Regions from separate parts of the Mus musculus genome. Here all the other regions are linked to region 3. A link is a contact called in public Hi-C data. All regions are on one chromosome and are shown on one strand. Each heading gives the region's core, a stretch centred on a gene start, on an enhancer-like site or on the middle of the called end of the contact. The rest is flanking DNA. Distances are from core to core; before and after follow the strand shown.

Region 1 (4,182 bases), core at 736-3,235, 160 kb before region 3:
CTCAAATGTGTCAAATAAAGCAACACTTGTTTTCTTCTCCTTCCATTTATATTTCTACTTGGTCAGATGTTGATATCTTCAATTCCAATTTATTTGGCAATAAAATGAACCAGTATTTTTTTTTCAGGAAATATTCAGGGTGGTCTAACACAATCTGGGGGCTATTAATCAGGATTTCCTGGGATCAAACCACAGACTTCTCTGCGATTTATCTTCTCTCTCACTTTATGTGTAAAGTCTATTAAAAGTTTATAGTCTTCCAAAGATCATATTAGGCATTAAAATTCAGGCATCTCATTCCTGCTGCAAAGATTGTTAGAAGAAAAGAAAATAAATGAGTTATCACGAATCCATTCTCATCATGAGGAGTGTAAAAGCACGCACAGTGGAACAATATTCATTTATTTTTACGACAATGCTTAGGAAGAGAAAAAAAGGAAGTGGAATAAACCCAGAGATATGTAGTGTTATCACTTCAATGCAGGGGTGGTGAGTAAGCTAGGGTAGATGTTTAACATACAGAAAAGGGTGTGTGTGTGTGTGTGTGTGTGTGTGTGTGTGTGTGTGTGTGTGAGTGTGTTGAAATGCATGATTTTTACAGATTCTGAGTGATTTAATTAACAAGTTTATTGCTTATCAAAAATTGATTTAAATTTTATTTGAATTGCTCTTTTTCCATATTTAAAAAAATCCATAATAAATTTTTAGAATATAAAAGACATTTTTTTCTTTATGTGGGATTAACATGGTTGAAAAAATAAAAATGAATTTCAAATCTCTATAAAGAATATCAACAGTAAAAAAAGCAACCAATTAAATTATTTTATTTTTTGCAAATTGTAATTATATATATATATATATATATAACCTAAACCAAAAGTGCATTTTAATATTGATTCAATGATCAATATAAATTCAAAGAATAAGTCAATGTTACTCTGAAATCCAAGTGAGTTTTTGTGTCCTTATCATGTCAATTTGAAGTTATTATGAATGAACTGTTACATTTTTGCATACAGTATCACAATGTGAAGAAATTCAATTTGTATATTATCAAATTATTTCTAAAATTTAATATTAAAACTATTGCAAATACCTGTTTTTCTCTATACGAATATCACAAAACTTGCCACAGATCTTTGAAGAAATTATTTGGCTCCATCCTGCTTTAACAAGTGGATCTTCTTGAATAAACAATGAAAGCAATATATACCAAAAAAATTCATAAAACCTCATAACCATTGAAACATTTGATGTATGTTTTACTGCCTTTTGGTAGATATTTATTCACCCTGCATCAGATTTATTAAGCCTATATTCAGTATCCACACACTAGTATTGAAATTTCTTGGTAATAAAATTGGCCTTGACACTCATTGTGTGACCTTGAGTTTACTTACCAATCTATGACTTCATTTTTCACTCACTTTAAAAATGTATAAAAATTATATAACAATTTGCAGTTATAAGATAAATTAAATTTTACATATTAATATTCTATACAGTAATGCCCTAGTAAAAATAGCATGATCATTATTATTATCTGCCGAGAATATGAAGGGAAAAATGCCAAGTTTCTTATAAAATCTGGCTAGCTGAGTGTTCTGTGGCTAGTACATGCCAAGCACTAGACATACTGAATGCTTGCTTCAAGCCAAGTCTGGGAGAATTATGATTACAATGCAGTAGAGTAAATTAAGTGATGGTACCTTGCTTTAGTTAGTAAAGAGAGAGACACCGTTTCTAGCTTCTGCATTGACAGATTTGGTTAGTAGAAGAGAAATTATCAAAGAGGTCTTCAATTCACCTGATCTTCAAGAATAGGTGACAACCAAGGGGGAGAAGGATGATAACCGCAAGCATTGAGAATAATCTGTGCAGAAGCATCAGAGAGGATTTGAAATTCACCCCATGATACATACAATACCACCCGTATGCACATGGACTTTCATTGCAGTCAAATTTGACTTGGTCAGTTAATTTGGTATGCAAAAGGCCAGGTGTGGTTACATATGCCTATGAATCTGGGGAATAGAGGCTGTTAGACCAGGAGGTCAAGCTCAGATTGGCTACATATAAAAATGGAGGCTAGTCTGGGCTATGAGATCTTACCAAAGCAAAAGCAGAAAAAATAAACTGATACATAGATTAACCAATGGCTAGACAGTTGTGGGCATTTAAACAAATCATATGTACATTTAAAGCCAGAAACACAGTCAATAAAATGTTGTTATGTAATTTTTACAACAATAAAAATGACATGCTTATATTAAAATTACTTTCTGATGCATGTACCTATTTGATAATACCTCTCTTGCGTCATCATATCAACAACAACAAAAAAGGAACAATAGAAAAGTCATACATAAGCAAATCAAATATTAACAAAGAAAGCCAGGCATGGTGCTTCATGCTTTTAATCCCAATATCAGCGAAGCAGAGGCAGGAAAATCTCTGTGAATTCAAGGCCAGCCAGGTCTGCACTGTGAACTCCAGGCCAGCCAAGGCTGCATAATGAGACCCCAAATGTTAACAAAGAATATTAACAAAGATAGACTTCTAAAATGCACGTGAAAACTATATTTTGTTTATAGAGATCTATATTAGAAGCATTAAGTTAGAAAGTAAGTACAGAATTAAAATCAATCAGCTAAAATATCCTACCACTTGAATATAAATACCATGAAAGAAAGGAACCAACCAAGTAAGCACAAGAGTGTCCAATGAAGCTGGGCAGAGGTGGCACATGCCTTTATTCCCAGCACTTGGGAGGAAGAGCAGGAGGATTGCTGAGTTCGAGGCCAGCCTGGTCTTCAGAGTGAGCCAGGACAGCCAGGGCTATACAGAGAAACACTGTCTCAAACAACAACAACAACAACAACAAAACAAAAATCAAACAAACAAACAAAAAGAGAGTGTCCAATGAAGAGTGGAAAAAAAGAGTAGAAAAATATAAAGGAAATATGGTGCTAATTTGGGAGAAAGTATGCTTATATACTAATATTATATTTAGTAACAGGGATTATATATTAATATATTAACAGGGATTAACTATTAATTAGATGATAATAATTAAAAGATGGAAACTATGACTACAAAAATATTTAATTCAAATATTCATGAAGTAACAAAATGACTTAATTCAAAGATAGAAATGAGATGAAAGATTGGACTCTATCACAGAATAGCTTCCTCATATCCAGAATTCATAAAACTTGAAGGTTTGTCTGCTGTTAAAATTGAAAAGAAAATTATGTTTACTTACCAAATGTATATTTTCTTTTGCTCTTTGTTGTAAGGAACCTAAAGCTTCATTCGTGCTAGGCAATTACTCTTCTACTGAGCCATAAAAGCCCTAGATTTTCTTCCAATTTTTAGTTTTAGCCAGGGTCTAAGTTACTGAAACAGATCTTATACATATAATCCTCCTACCTCGGCCTCCTCTAGAGCCGTGATTACAGTCTCTCACCGTCAGGTCTTATTCACAAAATATTTTAAACACACACACAAATAGGACAAGAATTTTGAGTTTCAGTTCTGTATTTCATGAGAGGATATGTTTTAAACAAGACATCAACAAGGATGTGGACTTTGATCAGAGTGTTTAGAAAGGTTATTTAAAAGTAATGTCTAGGATGATGCCGTAACATTTGAAAGATTATAATCTTGATTTTCAAATGTAATGCAGTTGAAAAACATGGGAAGGGTTGAGGATAGAGTCCTGAATGCTGAAGCACTTCTGGGCACTGCATATGCATTTCAAATGACAAGAGTAAGTAAAGGGGATGTAATAGGGACCCAGCAGAAGGCAGGTCTTTACATTAAAAGCATATCCCCAAATCAAGTGAAAATAGACCATCAGAGGCTGGAGAAATGGTTTAAGAACACAGGCTACTCTTGCAGATGACCTTAAGTCAATCTCCAGCAGATATGTGTCACCTCATAATTGTCCATAACTTTAGTTGCATGGAATCCAACGCCTTCTTCTAGTTGCTATTGACACTGAATGCAGCTGGTATACATACATACATGCATGTAGACAAAACATTTACACATAAAAATAAATATGAGAAAGTCTTTAAAATAGCCAAGTAAATTCAATGCATTAGAATTTCAAACAAAAAGGTACAATTATAAAAACGAATTCTATAGTGAAAAGCACGCATACTACTAAATACCCAC
Region 2 (4,421 bases), core at 237-2,736, 250 kb after region 3:
CCTTCTTGTGTGTGCAGCACTGACCTTTTCTCCACAATTTTTAACTGTTCAGTTGCTATCTTTGTGAACTACCAAAGCTCCCCAACTTCTCTTTTGAAATATAATCTGGTTTTGTTATTCTAACTCTTCTTCACCAGATTAACATGGAAAAGGACTCTAGTCCACGTTCATGTTCTCTTTTCCCCTTTTGAGATGTCTGTTTTCTGTTTTACAAAGTGGTCTTGAAACCCTACGCTCAAGATAACCTCTAGCCTCAGGCTCCATACTTGTTAGAACTGGAGGACCAACCCATCCACCTAAACTTCTAGAATAACTGTGAAACTCCTTTAAGTAAGCATTTGAAAGCTTCCTAAAACAATAGCTAGATAATGAAATCCATATTTCAGAATATAAAATACTGTTACAGAATACAAAATACTGGGTTAATCATTTGTAATAAATGTCCCACTTGAAGTGGGCTATTGGTAGCAGGGAGGATTGTGAAACTGAGGAAAACTACACATCTTACTATACACATAAGAACACTATTATTCAAGTAATGAAAAGTCAACTTGAACTGAGCTTTGAAAATAAGGCTGCTGTTGAAATTTCTCCTAAAATAATACAAGTACACAAAGGGATGAGTATAATTCCTGATATATTTTTATTGAACATACCTTCTTCCCAAGGCTAATTAAACATGAAAACATAACACCAAATTTATTTTATTTGGGTAATAGATCCTTAAGCTAATACAAAGCATAAAAGCAGATTACTTTTAGTTTTCTAGCAATATTTCAGTATGCCATAGTAGTATTACCAAAATATCTCACCTGCTGAACAAATGTAGACACAACAGAATTTTAGTCTCCAAATGAAAATGTCTGTTATGCTCACAGTTTTGAACTATTTTCTTTTACATGATTGTGCATATCCAACACATGCACAGGCACAATGAAGAGGCGCCAGCAAGTCATTTAGTCATTACTGAATTTCTTATACTTTCAACAGGATGGAAATAATCACCTGTTAGTTAATCTATTTTCAAAACTCATACTATAAAGTATGTTTCAACCTTCAGAATTCTTTGTAATCACTCTACCTTTAGTTAAACAACTCATCATATATCTTGTGGCTGTGGCTTAGTGCTTAGACATCATCTCAAAAGCACACAGTGAAATAATCTAAAGCATACACAGTACAATAGTGAAAATAAAAAGGTAAGAATTTCAAATGTAAACTAAAAAATGTTCTCTCTGGAAAACGTTGAGTATTTGCAATGCCATATCAAATTTAAAACATTGTTTGCATCCATTTTTGGTGAAACAATCTTGCCTTCCATTTTTAAAATAACCTATCAGATCAAATCAAGATGTGCTAAAAGGAAAAACTCATTTCCATTTTGACAAAAATTAAGTGGTTCTAGTCTCCCCAGGGATGTCATCATCTTCTGCCAATGCACAGCTTTTAGGGTTGTGAAGGAAGTCTACAGAACCCAGCCCAGTGAGCCAAAGCCGTTGAATCAGCCCTCGTAATAATCAGTGGGATGCCGATGCCACAGCCAGGCGACACTCAGAGCCACAAAGAAAATGCACTTTGTGCCAAGAAAGAATGCAAACACGACAGTGTCTTTCAGGCATAAGGGAATTCAACAAGATGTTTTTCCTAAATTCTGTTGTTGCTATTAAAAGCCAGAATTCGGTCCCCAGCCCCACATAGACAAAGTGAATAGACTTAATAAAAATTTAAAGTAAATCCTTTCTCTTGCAAAACTGTAATTAAAGACATAGAGTTGAACAACATGATGGTGATTTTACATTTTACTAATAGCGTAGCCTACACAAATATTCCACCATGGCAATTCAACAGCAGTAGCGTGCTGTTAATTTCTGTATAAGATGGAAGATGAAGTGATTCACAGAAAATATAATTGATCATTTCTCACTGCTGCATAAATCGTATTTGTTATAAAAGTTTAAAAGCCACATTTATGCCTTAAATTATTAAAGCAAATATAATACAGAATGCTTCTACACTATATTGTTTTCCAAGGGTTATCACGGAATCTTCACCATTTATCATACATGTACTTCTGTCTTTTTTCTACTCAGGGGCACAGCATGAAAAAACTTCATTTCACATTGAAACATCACTGTGTGGAACAGTGTGATGAAATGAGACACAGGAGGAGTTATACTCCGGTAAACAGTTGGTCCACGGGAATGATAGCATTTTATGCTGAGACTGATATATCAATTTTAAGTTCTAAGAGATGACTGATCTGAAAGCCAGAGTGTCACTAGTGATGAACTATACACATGTGAAAAATTACAGGTAACGTGAGTGAGCCTGCTGAGAGGCCTCTCACCCAGGGATGTTTTACAAACCAACACAGAATGGGATGGGTCCTCCTCCCAGGATGGCTCTGATTAATTATTCTACATCACTGGTGGACAAAAAGCATTCGGTTTGTCATGGAAATATAAAATGTGTCACAAAATAAGCCAGCTTCACCATTAGAATAAATGTGCCTGGAAACGTATCTCACACTAGCATCTTTGCATGCATACATTTTATAAGAAAAAGAGAGAGCCAGGGGTTTTAGGTGGAAAACTATTTCCACACAGCAATATGAGAAAAGGATTCGTGGTACTATTTTTCTTGGCTCAAATAAAAGAAACATTACCTAGTTTTGTTTTAACCCACATTTTTAAAGTGCAAAATATTTCTCACTGTTTATATAAACTGTAGAACAATATTGAAAATATTTTCTTAATTAAAATAAGAAGCTTCAGAGTTCCTGCTGCTAATACAGACACTTGGACACAAACTAATATGTAGCATATCAAAATATGAAACATTAGCTTTTTAAATATTAAATGGATCACTAACCTATGTAAGATTGAAATAATAATCTTTGTGCCTTCTTTATAAGCAGAGGTTTTTTTTATTTTTTTAAATGGGAATGATGCAATGATTTCTGAAAGAGTCACAGAATGAAATGACATTTGGCAAGTTTGTTTCCATTCTCTACTAGTCAATATTTTGTAAGACTATGGGGAAAGTTCTTTTTTTCCACAAAAGGTAGTTATACAAGTGGTATCAAATAGCAGAACAGGATTTATATGGGGTTGTATTTAAAAATCACTGTAAGACAGAAGTCATGATCCAAATATGAAAAATTGCTAGGGATCTGACCTTGGGTCTTGTTTGTGCAGCAAGCCCTTTACTGATGGAACATATACCCTGATCTCATCACTATTTTAATAAAATCAAGTGCAGTGTGTAGTGCCAAACCTAATCTTCCCCATCTTGGAAATTGACTGTAACTTGGTGTACATGTTTTCGTTGTTGTTGTTGTTGTTGTTTTAATTAACCATAGATGGATGCCGCATGCACTTTAAAAGTATGTTAAGGAAGAACATCAGTAGTAATATAATCCTGAGATCCTACACCCTAGTCGTATTAGTTCCTTGTGTTGCTGCAATGAAACACCATAATCAAAAGGAGCTTCTAGAAGAGTTGGCTTCAGTTTAGGGTTCCAGGGGAACAAGAGTCCAGCATGGCAGGAAGGCATTAGGACAACTAGCAGACATGATGGCAGGAACAGGAAGCTGAGAAAACACACCCTCAACCTCAGGCACACTGGAAGGTGAATGAGACTTTGACTGCTCAAAGCCTGTCTTCAGTGATGGACTTCTAATAGGGCTGTGCTTCTGTTTTGTTTTGTTTTGTTTTTTTTGTTTTTGTTTTTTGTTTTTGTTTTGCTTTGTTTTCAATTTTAAACTCCTGGTTAAACCTTTATTATAGTCCCTTATTACTCAGTTTTTTTGCTTCTCTTCCTATATAATCCAAATTAATCACAATAAAATGTCAGCAATATATATATATATATATATATATTCAATGAGCAAGCTTTTTTATTATTAATTAAGTTATTTAATTATTTTACACCCTGTCATAGCTATCCCCCACCTTTTCTCCTCCTGGTCCCTCCCTCTTAACTTCCCTTCTCCCCCCCCCCCACGCCCCATCCACACTGTCTCCCCTTCTCCTCAGAAAAAGGGAGACCTCCCATGGATATCAATCAGTCTTGGCATATCAAGTTGCAGGACTAGGCCCATCTTCTATCGGGCTACACAAGGCAGCCCAGGTAGGGGAAAGGGATCCAGAGGCAGGCAACAGAGTCAGAGATGGTGCCCACTGTTAGGAGTCCCACATCTGTTACATATATGCAGAGGGCCTAGATCCATTCTATGCATGCTTTTTTTTTTTTTTTTTTGGCAGTTTGGTCTGTGTGGACCCCTATGGGTCCATGTTAGTTGATTTTATAGGTTTTCTTGTGGTGTCCTTGACCCCTCTGACTCCTTCAATCCTTCTTCCCCCTCTTCCACAGAATTCCACAAGCTCCACTTAATGTTTGGCTGTGTGTCTCTGCATCT
Region 3 (4,313 bases), core at 445-2,944:
GTCTCACCCTGTTATGTTAAAGATATAACAACCAAGACTCAGCAAGCAGTACTGTTAGTGTCATGAGCTAAGTCAATTGGAAGAACTAATAGAACTCGTGTCCATTTATCTTTTATCAGTGTCAAGTTCAGATTCCAAATTGAGTCTTTCATACTTCCTCATGCTGATTAGCATTGGTACTACATAGGACAAAATGGTTTCAACCTCTAAATCTACTATAATTTCTTTTTACCTCAATGGTGTATTGTTTTCCTTATCTTAAAAATGGCAATAATAAACACTGTCTCTACCGTGAAGATATTTTAATCAGTTGATATGTGAGCTAGTTAGTCCATTTAATTCATTTAGATTTAAATTAATTTAGTTATGATAAATTACTATTTCATTTGCTTATTATGTCCTACCAGATATAAGAGGAATGCAGAATAGATGTTTGCATATGTGAGTCATTCTTGATATTGTAGAAGATTTTGTTTTACACTTCGTAATGGGCATGAAACACTGAACAATGAAGGAAGAGTATATGTAGTCCTAATGCCTGCACAGCTAACCTGAAGTAAAAGGAAAGACAACCATGACGTTTATCTTGATTATATGTAAAGGTGGTGAGACTCACCTATTTAGCAAGAGGAAGTATACGTGAATATTTCATTTGTCTAATGAGGTGACACTTCAAAAAACTCCCAAACAAACTTATGTCCAGAAATAGATGCTGATATCAAACTTGAAGTTGCATCTTCAATGACAGTTGGGTTGATAACATCTGAATTGCATCCTATGGTCTCTCTCCACAGTGGGGCTATAAGAAGACTGACAACATGGAACCCTGCATAAGTGTTCACATGGGAGAAGAGTAAATACTTCTTCCTTAAGTGGCTGGATCAAGGCATGACAAGCTAATAGGTAGAAGTATCTGCACTTCAGACTCTCCATGTAAAAAGAAGCAGGGCCTAAGAGGACAACATAATATTCAGCCACTCCAAAGAGTGTTTGATGAAGAGAGAGACAAGTGTTCAGAGAATCCAGACTAAAACCTCTCAACGGTTTCCGTGGGTTTTTGAAATCAACCAAGAGTTCAATGTCTTTAAACTGCTAAACTCTGTGACAGAATCTTTCTCTAGACGCATTGCCATTAGAATGCTTTTTGAGTGGGTGGGGCAACAGTAGCTCGCCCTAGCTTTTGATGGCTCTGTATGTTTTTGGTGTGAGAGTTGCATCAGTGAACCACAAAAAATGAAGCTTAGGAATTGTTTATAGGGCTGAGCACTAAAAAAAATTTTGTTTGGCTACATAACATATTTCCTTTCCACAGGAGGTAGTTATGACAAATTAGAAGTCTGAAAATTTTCTGATGGTGTAAAGGCACAGCTGTCACTGGGGAAGCACTGATCAGATTTCATAACCGCGTGGTCCCGTGGCGCCGCAGAGAGCTCCATATGCTCCCCCAAATGCTCCAACTAAATCCACAAAAAAAAAAAAAAATCCAGCCTAAGTTCACTTGTAAAAAATAAAACTCTTCTTAGATGGATTTATCATTTTGCATCTACAAAGAGAGAAAGTCTTGTTAACTGGTTACGTTTTTTTAAAAACTAATCTGTTTAAGAACAATTTTCTGCAGCTTGTTATGACAGCTTTGTGATAAAGAGTGAATGATGTATTTGGCAACACCCCAGAGATTACTCCATTTCTATCTATGAAGGTGGACTTTTAAATGGATATACAGTGAATAACTAAGATCTTCGGGAACAGCTATTTCTTAATGGGAACAATTGTATTAAACGCTGTTCTGTCATTCCGCAAAAATCATGTTAGCTAAATTGTTAAGCGCTGTGTACAGAAATTTCAAAGATGCCAATATGGGCCTTACCTGGTTGCAAATGAAGAATAGATTGATTCTTGAGTGGTTAGGTCCTTAGATACTCATATTCCTCATAAACAGTTTGCTTAGAAGCTTTGTGACCCCTGAAGAAAACAACAAATTCAAATAAATTGACAGCCTTATCTCTTAAAGCTAAAAGGAAGATCCAGTATGCTTTTTATTTATTGTATTTATATTTTGAAGCAAGAAAAGTTTTATGTATAAAATATCTTTTTGCATCTCATTATGTTAATCATAGCACAAAAATGTTCCCATGAAAATTTTAAATATTGAAAATTTAAGCAATGATCCAAATATTTATGAAAAAATGTTTCATGCTTAACAAAGCACCTTAATTTCTAATATTTATGACACTCATCAGTATAACTAGTTTAGATATTTTTATTAAAATACAAATAAGCATATTTCATGTTTTTGTTGAAAATACAAAACTAAAATAGTAATTCTTTAGTTTCCTCGAATATTTAATATTTTAAATAATTAAAGAGGTTTTTTAATTAATTCTGAATCATATAAAGCCTGCATTAACTACTTTGTTCCTTGTATTCTTAAATGAATAATACATATAAAAATGGTGCATTTTATTAATTACCTTTGTGTTTATAATTTTCTAAAAGAAGAAAGAAATTTAGTTTTCTAGTATGGCACAAAGATTTTGGAAATATCTGTTTTGTTGTGTATAGGAAATACCCTGTGAAGAAAATGCTTTCTTAAATCCTGTGATGAATTACAGGGCACCTTTAACTTTACATTTCACCTTGCAATACACACAAAATGTTTAATTACTGGAGGATTAATGGAGGTGGTTTATAATTAAGCTGAAGTATGAACTGATGTCATCGTCCCAGTGTGATGACATACATTTTCTGCCAAAGCACCTGTTGTTTTGGAAGGAAGCAGCTGATATCATTATCTGCGCAGCTAGATAGCCCATTTCCTGCTGCTTAAAAAATTATCCTAAGGGCTACCTAAGTTGGATTAATTCAGCGTTTATGCTTCCATACCCAGAAAAGAACAGAATAGAGAAAAACAACACCATCACAATCAAAGAACGAGAGAGTGAAAGGCATGCTGGGAGCAGAGCAGAGGGAAGGAACAGAGAACCCCACCTTCTGTGCCTGAAGAACTCTGGATGGCTCCTGAGATTCTCTACAAAGATGCAGAGGATGCAAAGCAGGACAACAGTGGAGAGAGGTTCCTATTTTATTCTATTAACATGAGTGAGTAAGTGGAATGTTACAATATGAGGTGGAAACAATATAGGCAGTTTTACACTTTCATTCAGAGTATGGCACTGTATCCATAAATAATAATGAAAGTCTTTTCATTTAAATATTCAATCTACACAGAATATACAAACTACTATCCAAAGATAAGTGCGAACATTTTATTTTTCTCACATAAATTAGAGATTCATACTTCTTCCCTTCCCTCATTCTCTCTGGTTTTGGTTTACCAGTTGGCTATTGTGTCTTTTGCTCTACGATGCTTAGTAATTAAGGTGATGGTCTATCTCTATGAGGTATAAGCACATATTCCATTTCCATGTGAATATGTCAATCAGTTACTTCATCTATCACTGGTGCCATTTGAATCTTAGGAAGAAAGTACCCAAACCTAACAGAATAGTTGCTCTTTGCTTTCTCGCCCTACCAAAACAGCACACACTGAGCAGACACAGTCCCCACGTATACTGGTCAGGCACACTGTGTTCATTGAAGCTGTCTGCTAGGTGCTCCCTGAAATACATTTCTCTAAACCCAGTTCTTGTTTCTTTCACATTGTAATTTACTTTCCTAATGAATATTGGCAATCTGTCCAAATTTAGTCTCCATTTCCCCACACAATGTTCACCAACCCTTGTTTTTCTCTTTTCCCTCAAAGAATAATGCTAATGTTTGTGGAGCTGTAATTCATTCCTACAAAGACTCATGACATGGTGTTGTTTTGCTAAGACAGAATGCAGATGGGGAATTTGGGATCTATGGAGTTAAAATAAATTTACTCTTGTCACATGACTAGCAAATGATGCAGCTGAGAGCTAACCTCCATCTACCATATTTATGTTTAGTATCTTATTTTTCCCATGTCCTCTATTACATTTATTTATTTTATTCACTGATGGAATTTTCAAGTTGTCTCAGTTATATAGTTGCAAGTAACCACATTCTAAGTGTTTTTGTCCTTTAAGAGAGCCAATATTTATGTCCACTTAAGATGCTCTGGACTGTTGCTTTTCAGTTTACTAATCTCCAGTTCCCATCCCTCCCTCCCTCCCTCCCCCATATTCTTGAAATACCAGCTAGTTCCTCATAAGTTAGAAGAGTAACCATTTAATTTAGTCACATTTTGCTCTTTTGGGAACAGTACATATTAGCCTTGGTTATTTATTTATTTTTATTTTACAAGAAGTTTATTAGATATTTACTATATT

The links. A called contact is a pair of places that touch in the nucleus more often than the background predicts.
Region 1: a Hi-C map of cerebellar granule neurons shows a contact between it and region 3, with 5 times the contacts expected there. The contact joins two enhancer-like sites. A contact is called at or near these places in 6 of 484 Hi-C or Micro-C datasets (brain, cerebellar granule neurons, cerebellum and 1 more).
Region 2: a Hi-C map of cerebellar granule neurons shows a contact between it and region 3, with 4 times the contacts expected there. The contact joins two enhancer-like sites. A contact is called at or near these places in 5 of 484 Hi-C or Micro-C datasets (brain, cerebellar granule neurons and cerebellum).

What each region holds. Positions count from the first base shown.
Region 1 is chr9:91,954,889-91,959,070 of GRCm38.p6, reverse strand. All of the region lies in intron 1 of Gm31409 (a long non-coding RNA gene), which reads left to right. Among named protein-coding and RNA genes, the nearest start is that of Gm31409, 4.2 kb to the left of the region's middle. Within about 2 kb of position 1,985, at least 2 of the 459 cell types and tissues checked have an H3K27ac peak or open chromatin away from gene starts, as enhancers often do. A contact at or near this core is called in cerebellar granule neurons and cerebellum, where this site is marked.
Region 2 is chr9:91,542,681-91,547,101 of GRCm38.p6, reverse strand. All of the region lies in intron 2 of Gm29478 (a long non-coding RNA gene), which reads right to left. Among named protein-coding and RNA genes, the nearest start is that of Gm29478, 140 kb to the right of the region's middle. Within about 2 kb of position 1,486, at least 3 of the 459 cell types and tissues checked have an H3K27ac peak or open chromatin away from gene starts, as enhancers often do. A contact at or near this core is called in cerebellar granule neurons and cerebellum, where this site is marked.
Region 3 is chr9:91,795,727-91,800,039 of GRCm38.p6, reverse strand. No RefSeq gene overlaps it. Among named protein-coding and RNA genes, the nearest start is that of Gm26101, 42 kb to the left of the region's middle. Within about 2 kb of position 1,694, at least 7 of the 459 cell types and tissues checked have an H3K27ac peak or open chromatin away from gene starts, as enhancers often do. A contact at or near this core is called in cerebellar granule neurons and cerebellum, where this site is marked.